Linked DNA regions of Sus scrofa: region 2 is linked to region 1. A link is a contact called in public promoter capture Hi-C data. All regions are on one chromosome and are shown on one strand. Each heading gives the region's core, a stretch centred on a gene start, on an enhancer-like site or on the middle of the called end of the contact. The rest is flanking DNA. Distances are from core to core; before and after follow the strand shown.

What was found. Promoter capture Hi-C pulls out the DNA fragments that hold promoters and counts their contacts.
Region 2: a contact with region 1 is called in a promoter capture Hi-C map of fetal skeletal muscle, with 6 times the contacts expected there. The contact joins the enhancer-like site here to the promoter of LOC100624950 in region 1. A contact is called at or near these places in 5 of 5 promoter capture datasets (fetal liver, fetal skeletal muscle, liver and 1 more), 36 of 47 Hi-C or Micro-C datasets (adipose tissue, alveolar macrophages, blood and 18 more) and 2 of 2 datasets of contacts at active chromatin or transcription factors (alveolar macrophages and skeletal muscle).

Annotation. Positions count from the first base shown.
Region 1 is chr4:110,631,246-110,637,683 of Sscrofa11.1, reverse strand. LOC100624950 (cytochrome b561 domain-containing protein 1) reads left to right here and starts at 1,746. Exons shown (of 3, transcript XM_003355263.4): 1 at 1,746-1,989; 2 at 2,514-2,551; 3 at 3,109-6,438. The coding sequence starts at 1,842. The coding sequence ends at 3,612. AMIGO1 (amphoterin-induced protein 1) reads right to left here. Exons shown (of 2, transcript XM_005663589.3): 2 at 6,135-6,438. ATXN7L2 (ataxin-7-like protein 2) reads left to right here. Exons shown (of 11, transcript XM_021090075.1): 11 at 304-451. The coding sequence ends at 404.
Region 2 is chr4:110,589,913-110,596,164 of Sscrofa11.1, reverse strand. No RefSeq gene overlaps it. Among named protein-coding and RNA genes, the nearest start is that of GNAI3, 14 kb to the right of the region's middle. Within about 2 kb of position 2,459, at least 12 of the 83 cell types and tissues checked have an H3K27ac peak or open chromatin away from gene starts, as enhancers often do. A contact at or near this core is called in fetal skeletal muscle and skeletal muscle, where this site is marked.

The DNA.
Region 1 (6,438 bases), core at 497-2,996:
GGGGCGTGCCCTCCTGGCCAAGCACTAGCCAGGTGCATACCAACACCTTTGGTGCCCACACCAGAGTAGTAAGTCTGACAGTTGCCCAGGGCTCGAGTGTGTGTGTCACATGTGGGCCTGGGTGATCTCTGGGCTGCCTCTGCTGGGGCTGGCATTCGTCTTCCCCCTTGCCCAGTGTTACTCGCCAGACCATCGGGAGGAAATCAGGCCTTACTTTTATGGCCTGTGCAGTGACAGGAGGATGGGTAGACCCCCTCCCGCCCCCCAGCCTGACCCTGTCTCTTGCCTGTTGTCTTCCTGCAGTCAAAAGCCCATTAACGAGAAAGTGCCTGCCCACTGCGATGGAGACGCCAGCACCTCCTCCCCTCCAGATCCGGGCCCCAGGCTGCTGCCGCTTTTTATAACTTTATATTATTTTTTTTAAGAAAAAAAACTCTTTAAAATACCTCAAGACTGTCTCCCTGTTCTGTTGCTGCTAAGAAAATACAAAAACAAACATAGAGAAGGAAGCAAAGAAATGTAACAAAACGAGTGTCCTTACTGTCCCCATCCGCACCCCAGGAGGCTGAGATGATAGGCAGCCAGGCTCCAGCTCCCATCGCTTGCCTGCAGAAAAGTCTCTTAGGCTTGTACATTTTTTGTCCTTTAAAACTGTGGAAATGGCTGGGGGTGGAATCACTGTGGGAGTCTCAGGATGAGGAGGCATGTGCGGCTCCAGCTCTGAGTGAGCAACAGCCACAGGAACTACAGTCCCATTAGGAAAGGAGACCGGATGGGGGAGGGGAGCCACACCCCTGGCCCGGCTCTTGGATCTTTGCCTTGAGGGTCTGTGGGCATCAGCTTGTGGCTCTTCTCTGGTCTTTGAGCAACCCTAGGCCTCCATCCTGTCTCCACATTATTGCCTCACGTTTCTTCAGCTCTTCCTGCCTCTTGCTAGCAGCCTTATTTTCTCAGCCACTGGAGCTTAAGTGGGTAACTGCACCCAGGACGGCCTGCTTTGGTCCCTTTTTCTCCCTGACCTGTGGGTTTACCCATAAGGAAGGGGCGCAACCTCTTTAAGCCGAACCACACCTTTTTTGGAGGCAGGAAGGAAAAGGGTATGATCACATACAGAACTTCCCTTGATGTGGGAGGCAGCGGGCATGTGGGAGGCCCCAGTCCCTCAGGATCACCTGGCTCCCCAGGGCTGAGCAGATGGTGTGGAGGCGGCCAGCGCTGGGAGTGCCCTAGTTTTTCCATTTGTCTCACTGGGGACAACAACCACTGCGCAGATAGGGGATAGGACTGTTGCATGGCCCGCCTTTGGTCCTCAACCCTGAATTTACCAGGCACAGGGCACCAGATTCTAGCTTTATTCTTTCAGTCTTCTTACTTTTAAGCAGAGGGGAATCTTATTCCCTTAAGACGAAAGAAGGGATGATGGGAGACAGTGGCCAACCGGGGAAATTCAGTATTTCTGGAAAACTGCTCAAAACACGGGTTTCACACGCTTGGCCCAGTGTACCAGATTTGTGATGTGGGTGAAATCAGTTGTCATAAACATAATTTCCACAGGCTGCCTGAGACACCAGCCCCATAAGCCCTTGTAGACATCAAAATGCAAATGAGGCTGGCTGAAGGAAAGCGCTGGGCCGGGAGCTGTCCAGTCGCCTTCTGCCCTCGGGGCTCTCCGGGGCCGAGGCTCTTTCCCCCCAGCCCCCAGAGGGCGCTGTGGGCGCATCCGCCGTATTGCCGGCGGCGTCCTGGGGAGGAGCTTCTCCCGCAGCCAAGGCCGCCTCCGCGATCGCAAACCCGGAAGACGTGCCCCGGCAGCTGGGAGGGTGCGGCGGCCGGGGACCGCCATGCAGCCCCTGGAGGTAGGTCTGGTTCCCGCTCCGCCGAGGGAGCCGAGACTGACGCGTTGGCTGCGGAGAGGCTGTGGGATCTTGGCACACCTGGTCGCTTTGGGCTTCACCATCTTTCTGACTGTGCTGTCCCGGCCGGGAACCAGTGAGTGGGCACGGGGGCGGGGCCAGGGGACGGGGCGGAGCCGAGATGCTGGAGGGGCAGAGCCCGGGAGCGCTAGGAGAAGCGTGGAGTGGGGACCCTAGCAGTGGAGGGGCGGACTGTGGAAGGGTAGTAAGGGCGTGGTGGGGCGTGGCCCTGGGGGTGGGTCCTGGAAGGGTGGGGCTTTGGGTGCCGGGAGGAGAGGAGACGACTGAAGTGAACGGAATAAACTCACTAGTTCATCATAAGCGGAGCCCCTCACGGACGATCTAAGTAAAGGAGGGAGGCCACGATCTATTCTAGGACTTGGCTGATTGCTGCGAGGCGCTGAATTGGGAACTCGGGCCAAACTGGTTTGTTTGCCCTCTTGGTTGCTCCACTTTGTGCTGAGTTCCTGATTGCTGATTAGTGTTGGAGATAGTACACTGTGACTTTTCTTCTCCAGCCAGATTCTTTGGGCTCCAGCCGGCCAAACGCGGGCAGAAAGAATGGTGCCCAGCCGTCAGTCTGTTCTCTTTGATTCTTAGGTTTTTTCTCCTGGCACCCTGTATTCATGGCCTTGGCGGTGAGTTTGGGCTTCTTTCTGCAGGTGATTTGTTTGGATATTCCCCTAAGGAAGCATCCAGCCTTGAGAAGGCTCAGCCTTTCTAAGGCTCAGAGAGGTGGGGGAAATGGCCAGGGCCCCATCTTTCCCTGCAACTTAGGAGATCAGGGCACACAGAAGGCTGGGCTCTAGGTAGTGTCAGGTGGTTGAAGGGGGTGGAGGGCGTGGAAGACACCATTTTTTCTCTGCTAAGGCCTGAAAGGAGGAATTGGAAGGGTGTTCTCCAGTCGCTCCCGATCCCCAAAGTTCAGTAGGAAGTTTACCATTTGCCCTTCCCCTTGGTCAAGACGTGGGAGTCATTGTGGAGGGGGTGGGGAGGGGGCTGGATGTCAGCCTGAATCATTGAAGTGTGGATTCCCAATTCTGCCCAGAAATGCTGACCTGGGAGGCAGGGGGTCCTGGTGGGAGTTCTTAGCCCCCACCCTTTGTCCTCATTGTTTGAATATATGAGGGCACCTCCTTTTTCTTAGGCCTCCAAGCTGGGCCTGAGGCTCACTAGCCCTCTCCTATGTTCACAGTTCTGCCTCTGCATGGCTGAGGCCATCCTACTCTTCTCGCCTGAGCACTCCCCGTTCTTCTTCTGCTCCCGAAAGGTCCGGATCCGACTCCATTGGGCAGGGCAGACCCTAGCCATCCTCTGTGCAGCCCTGGGCCTGGGCTTCATCGTCTCCAGCAGGACCCGCAGTGAGCTGCCCCACCTGGTGTCCTGGCACAGCTGGGTAGGGGCTCTGACATTACTGGCCACTGGTGGCCAGGCACTGTGTGGGCTCTGCCTCCTCTGTCCCCGGGCAGCCAGGGTCTCAAGGGTGGCTCGCCTCAAGCTCTACCATCTGACTTGTGGACTGGTGGTCTACCTGATGGCTACGGTAACGGTACTCCTGGGCCTGCACTCTGTGTGGTTCCAGGCCCAGATCAAAGATGCAGCCTGGTACCTGTGCCTGGCGCTGCCCCTCTATCCAGCCCTGGTAATCATGCATCAGATCTCCAGCTCCTACTTGCCAAGGAAGAAAATGGAAATGTGAGTTCCTCTGAACTCTGAATCTAAATGGGACACTTAACTCGGACTTCAGTGGCTCCTTGGGTGACCTTCAAGGATCCAGTTCAGAAGTTGTAGGGTTTTTGTACTTCATAGCTGGGCCAGGGGCTGCCGAAACCCCAACTGCTGTGGCTGACAGATGACTCAGTGGGCAACATCGGGGAACTGTACTGGGTGCAAGTGGAAGGTGATGATGGGAAGCTTGATCCTGAAGCCCCTGCTCTTGATGGAAGACAGAAGCGTTGGGTGGTGGTGGTGGCGACGGTGTTGGCAGTCATTTCTTTGCACTCCTGATGAGAAGTTGGGTTTCTAGAACTGAATGGCAGCCATGGCTCTTTGGGTCACTTTGAGAAAGCAGTGTAGTGGGCAAAGCCCTTGGGTCTTATTTATGGACTATGGTCCTTAGAGGCTCTATTGTGCAACCTTATGCAAGTCATGTGTCTCAGGACCTCAGCTTCCTCATCTGTGTAATGAGTGGTTGTTTCTAAACAATCTCTAACATCTAGTGTCTGTTCAGTTGCTGTCACAGAGCACCCGCCCAGCACTGAACCCTGGACCGGACCACTCAACAGAGTCGGGATCTAAGTCTTACACTCATTATTCCCTTACCCTCCCGGATTTGCCCGCATGACCTTTCAGGAATCTGTGTTGATTTGGTCCCTGGAGTCAGGTGCTGTGAGGGAGGGGACCCAAGAGGGTCTCTAGAATTCCAAGACATTAAAGGCACTGAAGTCACTTTAAAGCTTTTAGAGGAGCAGAAAGGCATTGGCTTAACCAAGCCCATGGGCTGGGCTTCTTAGCCCAGCTAAGAACTTTCTTCAGCTCAACTCAGGATCTGGGCTTGAGGGCCTCAGGGCATCCGTTCCCAGCGGCAGAGTATACTGAGCATCTCATGTTTTGCCCTTCTAAGGGCTCAGGTCTTAGCACATAGCTTTGTGGAGCTATTCCGAAGCGCTTAGAACAAAATAAGAGCCAAGAAAGCAGGGCAGGGCTCTTCTGATCTAGAGAAGACAAAGTCTCCCTGATCCCCTCTTCCCTTGGCAGCTAAGCTTTCCTCAGTGGTCGTCTCTTGCCAGCTCTTTGACCCAGGAGGGAGCTGAGTTTGGTGCCAGCTGGCACATGATGGCTGGGCTGTCTTCCCTGCAGAGACCCCTCGGTGTTCCAAACTGAAAGTAGTTCCCCAGACTGCCCTGGGCGGTGAGGGCTGGATGCCAGACTGGCTAACCCTGGCCTGGCTCAGTCGGGGAGTCGGGAGCTCCATAGATGGTGGTGAGGACGGAAATGGCCGAGTCAGGAAAGCTGGTGTTGGGGCAGGTAGAGGAGCTCGCTGGGAACTCCGGGAGGCCTGGAGTGAGGGCGTCGGAGCCAGGGGAGGCATTCCTGGATGGCAGTATTTTGGATATGACAGGTCTGTAGAAGATTCAAGACGTCCCCTATGGGTGGCTCAGAGGCAAGGAGGTTGCTCTGCGTGGACAGCACAGGAGCGGGAACTGCGGGGGCAGAAGGGCCCTCTGAGCGGTCCTCGATAGGCTCCTCCTGGGTCAGACGGCATCTCCCAGGAGGGCTCCAGGCCCTGAGCATCTAAGGGGCGCCTGCTATGCAGAGGGTGGTGGTTCCTGTCTCTTTCATTGTCCTTTCCAACCCCCCAGTGTGGTGTGAACCGGGAGCTGCTTACTGGGGCCGCACCGAGGAGAGTCTCCCATAGGGCTGCTTTGGTCAGGGGTCCATCTCCCCTGGCCCGGTCACAGCCCAGGCCGTGCCGGGGGGTCTCACTCTGCCCACTGCAGGGTGAGGAGGCCGGGCGAGGTTCACCAGCTTGCTCTGGGAGCCAAGCGGGCGACGCCGGAAAGCCCGAGCCGCCTGAGGTGGTGCCTCCTCCCAGGTGGTGCGGGGGCGGCGGGCGGGCTGACAGCCGGCAGTTTGCGTGGGCGGTGCCAGCTGATGTCTATTCCCAGCCCCGGGAGGAAGGGGGAAGCCGTTTATATTCCGAAGGAGGAAGGGGCCCCAGCTGTCACCTCTCTGACTGGGAGGGCTGGGGGCGGCAGGGGCACAGGGCAGAGGGGAGGGCACAGGTGGTCTCCTCTCGCTTAGCCAGTCTGACTGCAGTACCGGGAGGCGGTCACCAGGAGGAGCCCTTCTTCCCGGCTGGCCGGACCCCCCCCCCGCCCCCGCCCGCCCTCCGCTTCTCCCTCCCCTCATCACCACCTGCCCTCACATCCTGGGGGAGCAGCTGGACAATCCTTAGACCTTCGTGCCCGGGCACCCTGCCTCCAGCTGGGAGCTTTGTGGCTGCTGACTGCCTGTGCCTCCTCTCGCTCATGTGTTTCCTCCCCCCCACCCTCTATCCCCCTATCCCTACGCCCCACCCCTCCCCCAGCCCCCCATCTGGGACCTTAGCTGGGCTGCTCAGCAGAGAGGCACAGGCCTTGGGGAAGACGCAAATGGCTGCCCTTTTGCCCTTGTGCCCTAGCTAGAAAAGCTGCTAGTTGTCAGGTGGTTTGTCTTTAAAAAAAAAAAAAAAAAAAGCTGGGGTGCTCAAGTTTTTAAAAATTCCATGTCTTTTGCACACATTTGCATTTCAAGCTAAGTCCTGATTCCAAATATGATTACGTTCAAACTCAACCTTGAGGACATTAGAAATATAGATGTTTTTTGTATCCGGATCCACATGGTAATTGGATTCCCATTCTGGGTTCAGATACCACGCCCGAACCCCCATCTTTCCCATAGCCACCCCTTCCCTTGGCCCCCCGGCTGGGGGTAGTGTTGAATGGCAGGAGCTCTGTGTCTGGGGAAGTCTGCCTGGCTCACC
Region 2 (6,252 bases), core at 1,210-3,709, 42 kb after region 1:
GTCACGCGTCGCCCCGGACGCATGAGCACCATCTGGTCCGTACATCGCTTCATCTCTGAGGTCCCTTTCCTCTGTGTTCAGTCTGTCGTGTATTCACAGGCCCTATCTCTTGGATGGCCTACGTGTTTTTTCTCCTCTCTTTAGGCCTGGGTTTCTCAGGAAAATTCAAGCCTTGAATTCACCCTGGAACTTGTGGGTTCAAAAAATACTTAACTGACTCACTAAAAGACTGGAGATGGGCACACCTGTGAACCTGCATGTCCCTGCTCAAAATGCTGATCTCTGCTAACTTTTCAGCCTGGCTGATCAGGCCCTCACGGTCCAGCCAATCTCCTTCTCTGGTCTCACTGCTTCCCTACACACAGATTATTTTTCAGTCTGACTGGACAACTCGCTGTGCCCTGATCCTCCATAAACCTGCCTGTCTCCGGGTTTTGGCTACATCAGCTCCTTCACCTGAACTCTTCTCCTTCCCGCCTCTTTCAGCTACAGTGTAAATCCTACCCCTCCTTTAAGACCCATGCCACTTCCTTCATGAAGCCTTCCCAGATTTCCCAAGGAAGTGGGTTCACTTTTTCCTTTGAATCTCCAAGGCCTTTTGACTCTTCTTTGAGGCTTATAACCTGCTTTGTCTCCATTTTAGATTGTTAGCACAAAGAGGGCAATGTTTGTATTTGTTTCACTTTTGTGTTTCCCCCCCCCCCCGCCCCAAGATGGAGCTGTGCATGTAGTAGGTGCTCAGGACATATTTCTTGACTGGAATGAAACGAAGCCCTTGGGAGCTGCAGAAGGGGGAAGTGGGATGCCCTGAGGCTTCAGGCGATGCTAGGAGTGTGCTCAGAATGGAGACGCAGGGACGGTACATGGAGGTGAGTGGGGAGTCTGGGCCTCCTTAGACCCTTGCCTGGGAAGGAGGAGAGCAGGCAACTGGATGTGCTGGGTTGAGGAAGGAAGTCTGGTATTGGGGGGACTTCTGGTTTGCTCCAGCATCAGGTATAACAGACCCCAAATTGTCCTTAAAGACAGGAAAACAAAACAAAAACCAACCAGAAATGAGGGAGTAGGGGAGTTTCTCTGGTATCGCAGCAGGTTAAGGATCTGGCCTTGTCACTGCAGTCATTTGGGTCACTGCTGTGGTGCTGTGGAGCCTTGGGCAAGTTACTTCCCCTCTCTGGGCCTGTTCTTCTGTAAAGTAGTTACCCACGACCCTTGCAGCTCTGCTATTCTGACTCCGGGCCAAGGTTCCGAAGTAGAGGGGGAATGATTAGTGGGCATTTGTACACGACCCTCCTCGGGCCTGAGCACCAGGAATGATGCCACCTAGGTTCTGGGCCAGAGAGGGTGACAGAATCCAAAGCCATGAGGGAGGCAAGAGCTTGGGGGCAGCCGTGACCTTTCTGGGCATGGGAGGAGGTGGGTAGCAGGGAGAGACGAACTCCCAATTCAGGGTGAGCAAAGTGCCCAGTTATGAGGCCCTGGGGAGGGGCTTTCAGGGACCCCCACCCCTTTCCTTTGCTGTGCTTCCCTGTCCTCTTCCTTGTCCCATCCCCAGACTCAGTAAATATACACAAATATATATGAATATACATAATATATATGTGCGTGTATGTGTATATATTATATATATATATATAGTTTGGCCACACCCACAATATATGGAAGTTCCCGGGCCAGGGATGGACTCTAAGCTGCAGCTGCCACCTATGTCACAGCTGTGGCAATGCCAGATCCTTAACCCACTTCACAGGGCTGGAGATCAAACCCATGTTGCCACAGAAACAATGCCAGATCCTTAACCGGCTGGGCCACAGCTGGAACTCCTGCGGACTTAGGAAATATAGCTCTGGGTTTTAAATTCCAGCTGCCCAGCTGAGTGGCTCTGAGAAAGTCACTTAAACTCTCTGAGCCTCAGTTTCCACATGTGTACATGGAGTCATTGAGAGACTGTTAACTGAGAGGTTAACTAAGTTAATTGAGAAGATTGTTGTGAAACTTCTCCCATGAAAGTGCCCAGTTCTGGGGCTTTGGCAGATCTCCCTCCCTCCCCGAGTCTGAGAAGGGTACCTGGTACGGACTGCTCCTCAGGCCACAGGGCAAATGGTTGGTGGTGCTTTGCACTTTGCAGGTACATGGGGCGGCGGGGGCGGGGGGAGCAGAGGAATGCTGCCCAGGCCGCCCTGATGCTAGTGAGGAAGGGCCACTCTGCCTGGAGACCTGTTTATTGTGCAATTATCAAGACCCAGCAGCTCTCTGGGAATTTTTTTAGGGGGTCCACTGAGCCCCAGCGGATGGATGGGTGTGGGCAGCATGGGGAAGGTCCCTGCTCTCAGAGCAGGCCTGGCCTGCACATGCACTGTGGGTGTTCCTGTCACTCTTTTGAGCCTGGTTCATCCAAGGCCCCCAGTTTCTAATCTGGTTGGGAAGGATTTATTTTTGGGTCCCTGTAACCTAGCAATGGGCTCACATGACCAGTGGCAGCTGCAGGCTGAATATACTGTTGGATCTTGGCTCCTGGCAGGGGGTGGAGGCCAGACTGTGGGGGAATAAAGGGGATGGAAAGGCTTTCACCTCTGCTTTCCTCCGACTCCCTCCTCAGCCCCTCGGCGTGGCCGCAGATGGTGGGCAGGCGGGTGTGTGCCTGGGGAGCAGGCGTGGCTGGCGCTGGCACAGGGGCTCTGGACAGCCGGGCGCCAAGCTGTGGTGGGGAGGTCCCAGCTGTGAGCCTGCTCTCCGCGTGGGGAGGGTGGGGCGTCCGTGTGGCTGGAGGTGGGTGCAGGGAAGGTGCCAGGTTGGCATCCCGGGGGGCGGGGAGGGCAAGGCCAGCCTTTGTTGTGGGATCTCGGGGACACCCCTGGTCGATGCTGGAATCCCAACATCCAGCTTCTTCCCTTTGTTCCCTGTGAAATTGTTAATATTCCTGGGAGTGAGAGCACATTTAGCTGCTCTCAATGGGAACGGATTTAGCAGCCTCTTTCCCGAGAGCGAGTTTTGACGGAGGCAGAGAGAGCAGAGGAGGGCAGAGGGTGCCAGGAAGCAAAGGAGGGGTTATGGGTGTGTGTGTGCGTGTGTGCCGTGGGTGCATGAAAAGCATTCCAGAGACTATTGAATACATGGATGACCAGATGAAAGATACACTGGGTCCACCTCAAAGTCTCATCTTGAGGGGGCGGAACAGAGTGGGTGGGCATGGACGCCACCCCATCAAGAGGTGCTGGTGGGCAAGGGCGGGGCCGAGCTGCACCAGGAGCAGGTCTGGGATGGAGAAATCAGACCTGAGTGGCCAGGCGCTCCCCTACGATCCTGGGGAAAGGGGTGCCCCTGCCCGTAACAGGGGTCCACTCCTGGGTGTGCATGCAGCTTGGTAGGGCATGGGTCTCCTCCATGGTGCTAAGCTCTAAAAGGGATTGGCAGGGCGGAGGGCTGTAATGTCAGCAGCCACTCCAAAGCCCAGTGGAGGTCGTTTAATGAGATACAGCATAAAAAACCCCTGCCAGGAAAGGCGGGGCAGGGGGAGGGGTGAATTAGGAGTTAGGGATTAACATATTCATACTACTATAGATAAAATAGGTAACCAACAAGGACCTGCTATACAGCACAGGGGACTCTACTCAATATTCTGGAATAACCTATATGGGAAACGAATCTGCCAAAGAATATAACTGATTCACTTTACTGTACACCTGAAATGAACACAACATTGCAAATCAACCATACTTCAAGAAACAATAGGAGTTCCCGTCATGGCGCAGTGGTTAACGAATCCGACTAGGAACCATGAGGTTGTGGGTTCGGTCCCTGCCCTTGCTCAGTGGGTTAACAATCCGGCGTTGCCGTGAGCTGTGGTGTAGGTTGCAGACGCGGCTTGGATCCCATGTTGCTGTGGCTCTGGCGTAGGCTGGTGGCTACAGCTCCAATTCAACCCCTAGCCTGGGAATCTCCATATGCCGCCGGAGCGGCCCAAGAAATAGCAACAACAACAACAACAACAAAAAGACAAAAAAAAAAAAAAAAAGAAACAATAAACATTCAGGTCTCTCGTGGTACAGCCATTAAGGATCCAGTGTTGTCACTGCAATGGTTTGGGTTGCTGATGTGGCACAGGTTCAATTCCTGGCCTGGGAACCAAAATAAAATTAAATTCCTGGCATGGCTATAAAATAAAATGAAAAAGTTAAAAAACAAATGCCTCCCCAGGAGTTCCCGTTCCAGGTCAGCAGTGACAAACCTGACTGGTATCCATGAGGACTTGGGTTTGATCCCTGGCCTTGATCAGTGGTTTAGGGATCTGGCATTGCCTTGAGGTGTGGTATAGGTCTCAGATGTGGCTCAGATCCAGCGTTGCTGTGGCTGTGGTGTAGGCTGGCAGCTGTAGCTCTGATTCATCCCCTAGCCTAGCCTGGGAACCTCCATATGCTGCAGGTGTGGCCCTAAAAAGACCTCCCCCCCCAAAAAAAAGGAGCTACTATCATCAGTATTGTTGTTATTATTTTATTATTATTGCTATCAGCTGTCTCTAGGCCAGGATAGGCACTTTTTCTTTCCTTTCCTCTTCTCTGGAGCCAAGATAACTTCCAGTAACTGTGAAGATTACTAGAAGGGGCTTCAGGACCTGGAGACTAGCCCCCTGGCCCCCACACCAGTTGTCTGGCCAGCCAGGGTAACCATCCTAGCTCCCTCAAGCCTGAGAAGCAGGCTGTATATTAGAGGCTTCCTATCCTCACTAGATAATCTAGGAAGTAAAGGATTGTGTCCATTTTACAGATAGAAAAGCTAAGGCGCAGATGGCTAATTCATAGGCTAAGGTCTAACTATCAACCAATAGAGTTGAGCCCAGTTAGAACCAAGAATTTCCGACCGATCCAGTGCTCTTCCTATAAACTCGTTCCAGTGAGCCCGAGTCCTTCCTGGTTCTTCGTGAATCCTTGGAAGGGGGGCTACGTGAGCCTGGGCCAGGCCCCTGCAGGAACGATGTGGGTGCTGATCAGGGAGACAGGCTTTTCCTGACCTCGGAGGGTTTGACAGATGCCAGGATGATCTTGCCAACATGATCGCAAAAGGTTTGATAGAAGTCACTTTGCTGTCTTCAGGTTTTAACTTGATGTTTTAATTTGATTTTCCCGTACTCAGGTATATCTGATTTTGTTTCAGGCTGTTTCCTGGAAGGCAGCGGCCACTTCTATGGAACTGGCTTTAGGGCTTTGACCCAGACGCTCATGTCAGGCCTCCAAAGGAGCCACGGGGGCAGGGCAGGAAGGAGTACGTGCTTTGGCTTTGAACAGACCTGGGCTCCAGGATGGGCGCTGGTGCTTCACGAGCCATGTGCTCTGGGCAAAGTCACTTTACCCCAGTGCTCATCTCCTCGTGGGTAAAATAACTGGTGTGAGGATTGAAGTCTCTGTACATAGAAGGACTGGCCCTCGTAGAGCTCCAAGAAGGGGTGGCCAGGGACAGTGGAGATCAGAGTGTTGGTCTGGGCTGGTCACTGGCCTCTTGGTTGTTGACCTGGGGTCTGGGATAGCCGCTTTGCCCCCTCTGCGTTCCCTGGGTAATTCACTGATGTTATGGCTCTTTGGGTTGTGGCTGGTAAACAATTCCAGAATTTCCTTTCTTCCCTTTTAGAGACAGACGGAGTTCCAAATACAGGAGTCTTCGGGCAGAGGGCTCTGGGTGTCATGCCTGAATTCTTTGTCTGGGCTCATGACTCTGCCATGTGTGGCTTTGGGCCATCTCTTCACCTCCCTGGACCTCAGAAACCTGGATGCTTTGGCCTGTAGGATGTCTTACAGCTTTACAGTGTAGGATCCTATCCTTGGGTGACCCCCGGGGGAAGTGCTTTCGTCATAGCTGGTAGGAAGCCATGTCCTTTCATGTCACCTCCAGAGGCCCATCACCTGGCCTTGGACCTTCTGTGGACAATGTTCCCCAGCTGTGCTCAGGAACACAGATTCTGCAGACCCAGATCAGTCAGCGCCTTCCCGACACCTGCCTCCCAGTCTGCCTCGTGGGAGCAGTGCGGTGCTGGGCCCACAGGCTGGCTCGTGAGGATGTTCGATCCCCCCCATCCCCACCAGCTCTCGCAGCCCCATGAACATCCAACCTAAGAAGCCGATAGCACTGCACTTTTTGAGGGGCAAGTGCAAGGTTAGGACAAGGCCCTTAGCTTCTCTTCAAACCTGACCGCCACTCTGAACCTGCCCTCTCTACGTACATGGCAGCTTCCAAAGGAGACAAACCTTGGACCATGCCCTGGAG